Regions from separate parts of the Oryzias latipes genome. Here region 2 is linked to region 1. A link is a contact called in public Hi-C data. All regions are on one chromosome and are shown on one strand. Each heading gives the region's core, a stretch centred on a gene start, on an enhancer-like site or on the middle of the called end of the contact. The rest is flanking DNA. Distances are from core to core; before and after follow the strand shown. Region 1 overlaps lhfpl2 (LHFPL tetraspan subfamily member 2 protein). Region 2 holds the start of lhfpl2 (LHFPL tetraspan subfamily member 2 protein).

Evidence for each region. A called contact is a pair of places that touch in the nucleus more often than the background predicts.
Region 2: a Hi-C map of gastrula embryo shows a contact between it and region 1, with 1.6 times the contacts expected there. The contact joins the promoter of lhfpl2 here to the enhancer-like site in region 1. A contact is called at or near these places in 2 of 5 Hi-C or Micro-C datasets (embryo and gastrula embryo).

The regions. Positions count from the first base shown.
Region 1 is chr12:3,701,416-3,706,731 of ASM223467v1, reverse strand. It overlaps lhfpl2 (LHFPL tetraspan subfamily member 2 protein), which reads left to right. Exons shown (of 3, transcript XM_011481462.3): 2 at 2,677-3,400. The coding sequence starts at 2,980. Among protein-coding and RNA genes, the nearest start is that of scamp1, 25 kb to the right of the region's middle. Within about 2 kb of position 2,566, at least 3 of the 8 cell types and tissues checked have an H3K27ac peak or open chromatin away from gene starts, as enhancers often do. A contact at or near this core is called in gastrula embryo, where this site is marked.
Region 2 is chr12:3,737,868-3,743,183 of ASM223467v1, reverse strand. lhfpl2 (LHFPL tetraspan subfamily member 2 protein) reads left to right here and starts at 2,381. Exons shown (of 3, transcript XM_011481462.3): 1 at 2,381-2,647.

The DNA of each region.
Region 1 (5,316 bases), core at 1,317-3,816:
CAGACCGCAGAACTGGGTCATCCCGACAGGAGGAACCTTCGTTGACGCACACGGCATCTTAGGCTCTGGCGTGTCATCAGTGCCCCCCACCTCCCCCTGCTGTGCTGCTAAACACAGTTTCAGAAGACTCCATCAGCTTCCAATCTCCTCCAACATTCCTGCTTCTCTTTCAAAGCAAACTTTTGCTCACATGTGTTAACGTCTGTCATGAAGAAAACCTCTGATGTTTCGTAGCTTGATGTTTAGTCCCCAAGGGTGTAGAGTAGGGGTTTAGGGAAAATTGATTTGACAATATATCGCGAAATTGTATTTGGTGATAATTGTATTGATTTTAAAATGCTGTCTGGACAATATTTATTTAAATATTTACCAGCGTCTTTCAGTGTCTTACTCTTGTTTTCCACTGGTTGGGAGTTTGAGTGGAACCACTACATTTCAGTGCACAAAACAACAACATGGTATCGTCAGACTCTACCAATACACCAGTGACGTGCGGTGAGGTTAATGGCTGGTGAGGCACTGACGTCATCAGTCAGATTTACAAACATATGAACCATACTGAGTAACTTGTTCACCATTTCATTGACAACAGTTAACGTGTTTTGTTTAAAATATCCTTTCAACGTGTTTTTTTTCATATACAAACTGCAGCATAGAAAAAAGCACAAACGTTATTATCATCTTACCTTTACTTGTAAATGAAGTCCATATGCCGCTCCTTCTGAAGAAAATGACTTGCCGCTAGCTATCACTTATTCTATTGTTTTTTAGCGTCATAATCTCAGGGCTCACCGGCGCCCCCTAACCTGAGGCACGAGAACTGCTGGCCTCACCCAGCGGCTTTTTTGCCGGCGTTTAGGGCTCAGCACAAGAAACACGTCCCTCACATACAGTTATTTATAAAAACAAACACTGTACATCATATACATTGCTAAATTATGTAAACTCAGCTCATATAGTACAACTGATTGAACCGACACACAGAGACAGCAGCACCGTCTGACTGCATAGGTATTGCGCAATCCAAGGTGAGGCTCAGCGGGCTGGTGCCTCATCGCACGTCACTTAGTATCTGAACGGCAAATGCGGAAATTCAGCGATTTTGAAAAGAAAAAAACGCCCAAAAATGGTACATTTAAATGTAAATGACTGCAAAGCACAAATTACTGATTAAATATAATAATTGAATTTATTTTTTCTCTTTTCTTCCCATAATGACAGGTGAGGCACAGCCTCAGCTGCCTCTCCTGACTGCACGTCACTGCAATACACACCCCTAGTTTTGAGGGAATCCATGATGGATCTGAACCGGGATGCCACAATAAAGTTGGGCTTGATTCTCTCAGTTCACTAGGATTACTTCTAAATCACAGACCCAACCTGCTGGTCTTTCATCAGCTAAAAAACACTGAAAAAAACCTCCTAGAACAACAATTTCCACTTCCACTCCAATCAAAAACCTTAGTTGCAACAACCTTAGGTGGACTAGGAGGACCTCAAGTGCACTTATTTAGTGCATGACAGGTGCATAAGAGCTGGTTGAAATCTGAACCCAGGCTGCACTCGGGCCACGGGCTGGACTTTGGACAGGCCAGTCCTATGGGCAGTTACTTGCCTGACATGCAACATTACTGCGCGGTCAGTAATGGGCTAGCGGGCAACACGGCTTCACCAGTACGTCAGAAGTGCATGGAACTTCCATTATCCTTACAAATACAATACACTTACCAAACGCACGACAACGGTACACTCTCTTTTCATCAGGTCCCAAAGGTGGATGCACGACCTGCACACAAAGGGGTGTGCAGGTGATACACAAGTACCCACGGGACACAAACTACACCGATTGTCTCATTTTTCCTCATTTTGAATAGTCAGGCTGCAGCAAGGAGCACATGTTTATTACAACATTACTAAGTTCCCTTTCACAGTGCTCAGGATTTGAGGTGGTGGAAAAAAGGAAATTTCCATGCGGCACGACTACGTCTCACCTACTTATCCTTGGGTGTTGAATAGAAACTGTCCAGGAACATTCCTCTGCAGGCTCAAGGTCTGCGACTTTGATATTTTGTGCAGGCCAACTGCGAGTCCCGTACAGGTTTATCTGTTTGTACCAGCAGACGGCCCGTATCTACCCGTAAGGGCTGTTGTGACTTTTCTATTTTATTAAGCGACTCCGCGCTTATTGGAACAGAGGTTATCATCGGTCACGTGACAGCTGGACGCCGGTTGTGTTATCAAGCGTTGACTGACCCCGGGTCAGCTGTGTGGGCTGCTTAAACGAGACCTCCTGCTTGTTTTTCTGTCCCTCTGCATCCGCTCTGGTTCAACTCCCCACCCCCCTTCATCTCCTGCTGTGAACGCCAAACCAAAGGCAGCGAGCGATGAAGAGCAGACAAACAGTTTTTTTGATGTTTTTTCGGCTTTAGTCACACGGATGTGCGGGGAGTAGAGAAAGGCCTCGGCACAAATCCTTTCACAAAAACACAGAGGCCGGCTTCAAACAGACCCGTCTCTCCACAACTCATTAGTCGCCCTGTCAGAGATCCACACCTCCTCCTCCTCCTCCTCCTCCTCCCAGTTCCTCATGCACTCTCTCTCTTCCCCCACTCTTGCTGTCTGAATGTGACGGAGGAGGAAGCTGCTCCTCACCCTCTTCTGTGTCTTATCTCCCAGGTGTGTCTGGTGTTACCCCGGCGGGCTGGCTCACCCACAACAACCCCAGTACGATGTAGACGGGGGAGAAAGGAGGCAGCAGAAGAGCCTGAAGACGGAGTGCACAGACGGAACGGCGAGCTGGAGGAGGAGCAGCCGCAGCTGAAGATAAGGAGTGAAAGACGTCCGTGAATCATTGACCAGAACGGCCGGTTCACCTTGCTCTCGCTGTGGAGGCGGATCCCGATCTCAGCTGTCAGAGTCTCTAGAATTCCCAGAATTCACCTGTGAGTAGCTTTAGTACCCGACGGAAGCGCTGCCAGCATGTGCCATGTCATTGTCACCTGCCGTTCCATGCTGTGGACCCTGCTGAGCATCGTGGCCGCCTTCGGCGAGCTCATCGCCTTCATGAGCACGGACTGGCTGGTGGGATATCCCCGCACGCCCGATGCCGTTTTCGGCCCCCATGGGGCCACCGCCGCAGGGGAAGCTTACAGGCCCACGTTGGGCATCTACGGCCGCTGTATAAAACTGCCCCACATGCAGCGGGGGATCCTGTGCGGACCGTACGCCGTTCACTTCGGGGAGATCGCCAGCGGGTTCTGGCAGGCCGCGTCCATCTTCCTGGCGGCGGGGATCCTACTGCTGTGCGCTGTGGCCTTCATCTCCGTCTTCACCATGTGCTTCCAGAGCATCATGAAGAAGAGCATCTTCAACGTTTGTGGACTGCTGCAAGGCATCGCAGGTAAGAGCAACGACAAACGGGTTTAACACTGAAAAACGCAAACCTCTTCTAAGGAAAACCCACTTGGGGGGGATGGCTTTAGCTCACTGGGTTGACAAGCTTGGTCAATAAGGAATTCTACAAAATAACTTTTCTCAATCCTGCTTTTTTCCTGAGCTAGCTGGGATAGGCCCGAGCAACCTCATTTAGCCTAAACAGGAACTATGGGGTATAAAAAAATGGACCTCAATATTTCTCAATCCAACTTTCCATTAAAAGGGGAACTTGGTGCACTAGATAAGGTGTTTACCATTGCTTTGGGTTGTCCGAATCTACAATTTGAAAATCCAGTGCCCTGGAAATTTCCCAGAAGTCTCTGCAAAAAAAGCAGCCTGCTTCAATTCTCACTAGAATGGCAAATACAGACCACAATGCGTTGCGTTTGAACAAAAAAAAAGTGTTTAAATGTGTTTTATTAATCAACTTTTTCCTCAGCAGAACACAGTGGATTCATAAGACGTAAAACAATTGGATTGACTAGATATTCACTTTGTGAAATCGGTGACATCACATTTGCCAAATAAAAAAAATAAATAAAAAGAACTAGTGAGCATGGTGTCCAAATTGCTTTTAAAATCCAGGGGGCTAAATAGTTATTTTGAAAACAGGGAGGGAATTCGGACATAGCCTCAGTCTGTTTAAGTCAGAATCTTCTAAGGTAGACGAAAATTTGGGAGGCTTAGACCTTTGTCTTTCCTCCGTCTTAGATGACCCCCCCCCCCCCCCCTTACATTGACGTGTTCTCCCTACCATGACAAAGGTGGATAAAGGTGGAGAGATTTCATGTAATCCATGGACACCAGTGAAGATCACAAATCATTGAAGAAAAAAGGTTCAGAGCACTGTCTAGTGGGTCTAGATGACCCAGCCCCCAACACCTAGGATATCACAAGGCTTAAGTTAGTATTTACCCCCAACTGTCCTGGTGTTCACACAGAAACATGTACAGTGAGAACTCATGGACCATTGTCATAGTGACGTGGACATAAAATACAGAATCAGCTCTTTTTGTTGTTGTTGCTTTTCTACTAAATACAGCAGAATAACTGCAGCTTTAGGAAAATCTAGTCTTTTTTTCTGCTTTAAGGTCCCAAAAGCGCTTTTGTCTACTTCCTAATTACAGATCAAGCAAACGTCTCATTTAGTCTGCCTTCAGGACTAAACAAGCAGACGGTTTTCTTTTTCATGTCGGGCCGTTTTTGGTTTGTATGATTCCAGAAGATCGTGTCGGTTTCTCTGCGGGTCAAACGAGGCTCCAGCTTTTGCTCTGTGTGGCTTTTTCTCCACTGTTTGTGGTGTAAACAGTGTTTGTGGGAGCAAAGGACTGAAGAGTCCACGATAGGAGCAGGAATAAGAATCCACGATCGGAAGAACATCGATCTGTTCCCCATTTTCTCATCTCTTTCATTCCAAATGACTCTGACAAATGCAGATTTATAAAGCAGATTTGCTTGTTGGAGATGAACTTTGACATTTGACGACACAGAAAGCCGAAACCCGAAGGACTTTTACCGGATTAAAAACGATAGTTTGAATTGGTACTTTACAGCGGTGTAACAATAAAAAAAGAGTTTTGTTTTTGAGTTTTAAAACGTCAGTTTATTCAAGGATCACAGACAAGAAAAAACACCAATCACTCACATAAAAAAGAAGCAAAGCATATTTCACCATTTGACACACGACATAGAACATTGTCAAAGCACCAGATCTTTTTAAAACAAGACAAACGGTTCGACAGTCTAAAAAAAGAAAAATCAGATAAAAATTAAAGTTACTATATATTTAATGCAGATTTCTTGCATTGAGGGCTTTCATTAACTTTCTGGTTTGGTAATTGTTTACATTTAATGGTCATTATCACAAACCAGGCAAAGGAT
Region 2 (5,316 bases), core at 1,132-3,631, 37 kb before region 1:
TCAATTCATCTGAACAGTTTGGAACAACTGGTGCATTTCTTCAGCAAACAAATGTGATCTTATTCCGACAGGGACACGGAAGGTCAGTCGGAGCAACGACCATCCCAGGAAAGTGCCTGATAGCATCAGGGCAGTTGTTACTGACAACAACTGCAATGTTTAGCCCCAAACCTTCAAGTCACATGACTTCCTCTGTCTTTCAGCTCCATTTAGGCTTCAATCGACTGACCAAGAAAGCAGAAACGAAAAGGCCCCGAAGGCTTGGCACCACAGTTCATGTCTAAGTCAAACGGGGTGTCCGTGAATTCCCCAAAACTGTTGTCCGACACCAATCCTGTTGTGAGAGGGAACCGGCGCCGGACGGTTTTTATTGAATTCATCAGAATAGCTGAGACAGGAGGATGCTGCGCACACAGACGCGTGTCTGGACAGAAGTTTGGCGTCCACTGAGCCTCCTCATGTTCATCTGAGGGGGGGTGGATTTAAGGATCAGCTGTCACCCTCCCGTCCCAGCAAAGGCTCAGACTTGGATTTGCAGAGATTGGGTTTCTAATTCTGCAGTAACAGGATGATGAGTAACGTCTCAGGACAAATGTTTTACAGAGGTGACAAAAAATGGCTGCTGCTTGAATGGAAAGACAATTTGTTTTTAATCTGGAGCCTCAAAACGTTTCCTATGTTTGAAATCAAACTTGTCGATATTAATGTTAAGAATGTAATAAAACATGTTTTAAGCAAAGTTTTGGATACATAGACAGTAAACAAAGATGTCAATTTAACCCTGAAGAACACTTGGTCAAACTCGGCCCTAGTTTTTCTTGTTATGACATTTTTTTCCCTATGTTTTTATATTTATGTTTTTTATTTTTTGTCTGCTTCCCAAAATGAACATCAAAAACCAAATTTGTTAAATGAACTTTAAAAGCCCTGAAGAAAATTGTCGTTGGGTTCTCAAGGGTTAAATTGCCACACAATTTTTGCTGCTACAGTTTGGAAAAAGTCAGTTTTTGTGTATTTTACACAAGTATAGAAATACTTTAAAGATTCCAAAGGCTCAGACTTGTACAATTTGGAGACGATAGAAGACGATCTTTATGAGTTAATTTTTCTTTATTTGGACTTTTAAAAGGTCCACAACAGAAAATCAACAATATGCTGCCCCCAACACTTTCTCAAACCTGTGTATCCTATTTCTTGATTGTGATTGTCCAGATTACGCTGTAAAAAGTAATTTCATTCCAAATTTTCAGTTGCTTATAAGGGTTTGAAGAATGGAAGCTGATTGGTCGCTCCTCACACATTTTCTCCTTGGCAAATCTGGCCCCATTTGCAAAATGTTTGGATATCCCCGATCTATTTTCAAAACGTTCCTAGTGGTCTTTAAATTACGATTATGCTGTTTTTGGATAAAATCAAAAAACCCGCATCTTTTTCTAGGAACTAGTTTCTGCAGAGCGGCAGGAGTTTTATTACAAATTCACCTCAGAGTTGTGGGCAGGACCGTTGGCAGGGAGTAAGCCTGCGCTCATTTCCCATCATTATTCTGTTTAGACACCCCCCCACCAGCTCACAGCCCCTCATCTCCACAGCCTAGTATTACTGGCACAACAAAAGCTGTGCTGCCGCCCAGTTTGGATCCAGATTCCAGCTCAGACGAGGAAAACAGGGATGTACATAAATCTAATCGTCTACAAGAGGATGCATCAGAAAGGACATGTGGCTCACCAAGTACAAGCTTTTTTTCCATCTGCTCCTGATTCACAATGATTTGAATAAAAAAATACTCAGAAATGCAATTTTAACCTTTATTAACCTTTATCCATCATCAGAAAAATGCTACAAGAACGTGTTAAAAACACCAAAGCAGGATTTTCATCAGTGTCTTTAATTAAAAAATTCTGGAATTATAATCAAAACACCTTTTTTGGGGGGGATTTTATTTTTGTTTTGTTTTTTTACGCATTTTTGCTCTTAAAATCAAAGTTCAGAATTTGAAGTTTAATCTCAGATCTCGCTATATATGTTTTTTCTTTTTGTTTTGTCCAAAAGGTTTTGGTTTTTTCCCTCAGAAAATGTGACTTAAATTTTAAAATTCGTTTAAAAATCAGTCTTTTCAAAAGAAAATTAAAATAACCATTACCAACCATTAGTCCGTGTAAAATCATAGTTGAGACAGATTTAAAATTGTGTTTTTTTGCTCACTTGTGACTTTTAATCAGCCTAAACTTGTGTTAAAGTGGCTTACAAACACTATTTGTGGGTTGTTTATTTATTTGTTTACACCTCTCCTGAATGGTTTTATGTTTGCCCTTGTCCTCCCTGATTGAAGCCTTAAAAGCCCCCAGAGATGCCCCCCTCGCGTCCATGCAGAGGAGGCCGTGGATGGGGGAGGGCGCTGCCGGGGAAGTCACTCCCATCCCAGGCGCAGTCAGCCTGTCTGTCCGGAGGAGGCGCGCGGACGGAGCCATTCATGCTTCTGCGGTTCGGGAGGACGCGTGGCGGAGGATGCAGACACCCCGAGAGTGAAGCCACCCCGAAAGCCCAGAGGAGGGTCCGCATGTGCCGCTGGTTCCCCCGGAGGATCGATTCTCGAAGACCCGGTGGCTCTCTGCGCGCAGGCGGGCGGGCGGGCGCGCGGCGGTGACGCGTAAGTACGCGCGCCTGGAGGAAACGGTTCCGAACTTCTCTCCGCTCTAGAGGCTCCGACGCGGGTTCTGCTAGAAGGATCCTAGTCTGTTCATCCAAACCTTTTTCCCTCACAGATGAAACTCGTGGCAGTTCAGTCAGAGCCAGACCGTAATCTGTTGTCCATGTGTCACCCTCAGTCCTCAAACTTCTCAGGGCTCCAGCCAAAAGCAGGAATGCTTTCCACTCATCCCGGAGTTCATTCCTACAAACTGCTCAGATCTGAGGCTGTGGCTCCTGGAGAAAGTACTTTAAGGCCAGAGACAGATTCTAGTCTACATTTAGTGTCAGGTTTCCACGTTAGGCCCAAGAACTGGTTCCCACCTGTGTTTATGTTTGTGGTCCCCTGGGGCCACAATGGAGAACTGACCAACGTGTAACTTCAGACCGGACGGGTTGTTCTTCTAATGATTGTGTTAGCTCAGTTTCTATTGCGCGTGAATGTGTAATTGCTTACAACCGTTTAGTAATTTCTCCATTTTTAGGGATTTCAGCTGAGCTTTAATGCTGTTTAGAATGTTAAAGTGTTAAACATGTCAGCGGTTTCAGCCCATGTGCCAGTGCATGTGGTCCCATTAAAAAAATGCGTCTAAGCTTCATTCATTATACCCCTGTGGTGCGCTCATCTCCACCATTTAAGCCACAATAAAGCCAAAGTACGTAGGTTTCTTGCTGCTCCCTTGGCAGCCGAAGCAGGGCAGATGGTTTGGAAAGGTCCTTCAAAGTATTTCCTAACCCCCCCTTCTGTCCTTTCTTTGACGAAAATGGAAAAAAGAATATTATCAGACTTCTCCCTGCAGATGATGCATTTGGTGAAAACCGTGATACAAAAACAAGAACGCGTTCGTTCAGACCGCATAATCTGCCTCTACTGCCTGGCTGGGACTTGTTGGCGGGTCTGTCCTCATTTTTACAGGACTCTGGTAGTGATTTATGGGACCGGTGGAATATATTCCATCTTTTTGTAACCGTCATCTCATTTAAGCATTCAGATCCAAAAAGCAAATAATGCTGAGTGGCCGGAAACCAAAGCCAGGACCACGGGGTCTCCACAACCCAAGTGTGGAATCCACTAATTGAATGGCTGCTGCGATGTCAAAGGTCAACCCAGATGACTCTATGCAGTTCCAACAAACATTTGGAATACAGTTTTTGCCCTGTAGCATCTTTGTGGATTTCCTTCAATGTAGATTTAACCGATAACAAGGTAGCCTCATTTCCCAATATCATGTCTGCACTTGTACATTAGGGCGAGATCGTTTAAACCCACATCTGGTTTTCATGAACAGGACTTTATTTGGGTCAATATTTGTATCCTCTGTAGTCTGTTTTGGCTCGTCACATGTGGCCAGTAAAACGAAGCATCTAGGAAGTTTTGTTATGAAAAGATGGCCGGTTTTATTTAAGCCTGGTGACACGGAAAGCTGTTTATTTGGCTGTAAAATGATGTCATGTAAGGAAAAGACGGCACTAAAATCCAGCCAAGCCCAAAGTGGGTCACATTACGTTACTGAAGTTTCCATTCCAGGCTTCTAAGGGTATTTCACAACTCAATTAGAAGTAGTCATCTGTCCAAAATGTGTCTGTGTTTATACAGTGACTTCACCAATGGGTTTTTCTCAAGTCTATCTCATAATGCTTTCAGTAAGTGGAGGTAAAATGTGTCATTCTTAGCTTTTCATAGCCGTTAACAGCTTTCCAAACTATAAAGTATTAATAAAAGGTAATTACCTATTTCAACTAATAAAAAGCTTACACATTGACCTTAAACCGCAATACAACACTTACCTTGAAATGGAGGTGATTTTCCTAAAGCGTCCAAATGGCTAATGTTTAGTGAACTAGTTTTGTACTTTTTTTTAACGTCATTCAAGTTTTACCTTGTTCCTTAACAATCAAAAAAAAAAAAAAAAAAAAAAACGCAACTTTCAGGGTTCTTTCGAAACACTATTAAGCCTAGTTTCCACTGAGCGGTCCGGTCCGGTCCGGTGCAGTCCACTTTCCATTATATAAAGGACCCACTAGGCCAAATTGAACAGTACCATTTTTTGGCCCCCGTTGGTTGTAGGTCCATAGAGAAATGAAACGGACTGGTTAGGGCGGAGTTACTGTTGAAACCCATTGATTGGCTAAAAGTCATTACGACAAAGCGCCAAGAAAGCGGCTGCTTTCCTCTTTGCTGCTCGCAATCTTCTCTCAAAGAACTATAAATGCTTTGTTTGTACGAAGAACCAAAAGTTAAGTGGGAATAAATGAGCTGCTGGATGACCTCCATTATTGTTGTTGTTAGCTTCACCCCGCATGAGCCATGACGGTCCAGCGTTGAGTGGAAACGCTCACCTGAATTGCTTGGACCATTCTAAACCGAACCGAACCAGACTGGACTGGCCTTGTTAGCTATAAGCTTTCTTGTACGGCTAATAGCTAGCAAACTAGCTTCCGTTTTTCAAGAAAAATTCTGGTTGTGTTCTGTTCTTAAATGTTCTGGTCTTAAATGACGTGGAACTGTTTTTTTGTGCTACTTAAAAATCTCTACAAATTATTTATAAAAAATTATAATCAACTACGAAACGCATGTTGCTCCTTGCGATGGCTGATTCTAGCAGATAAAAGAGCTAAACATAAAGAACT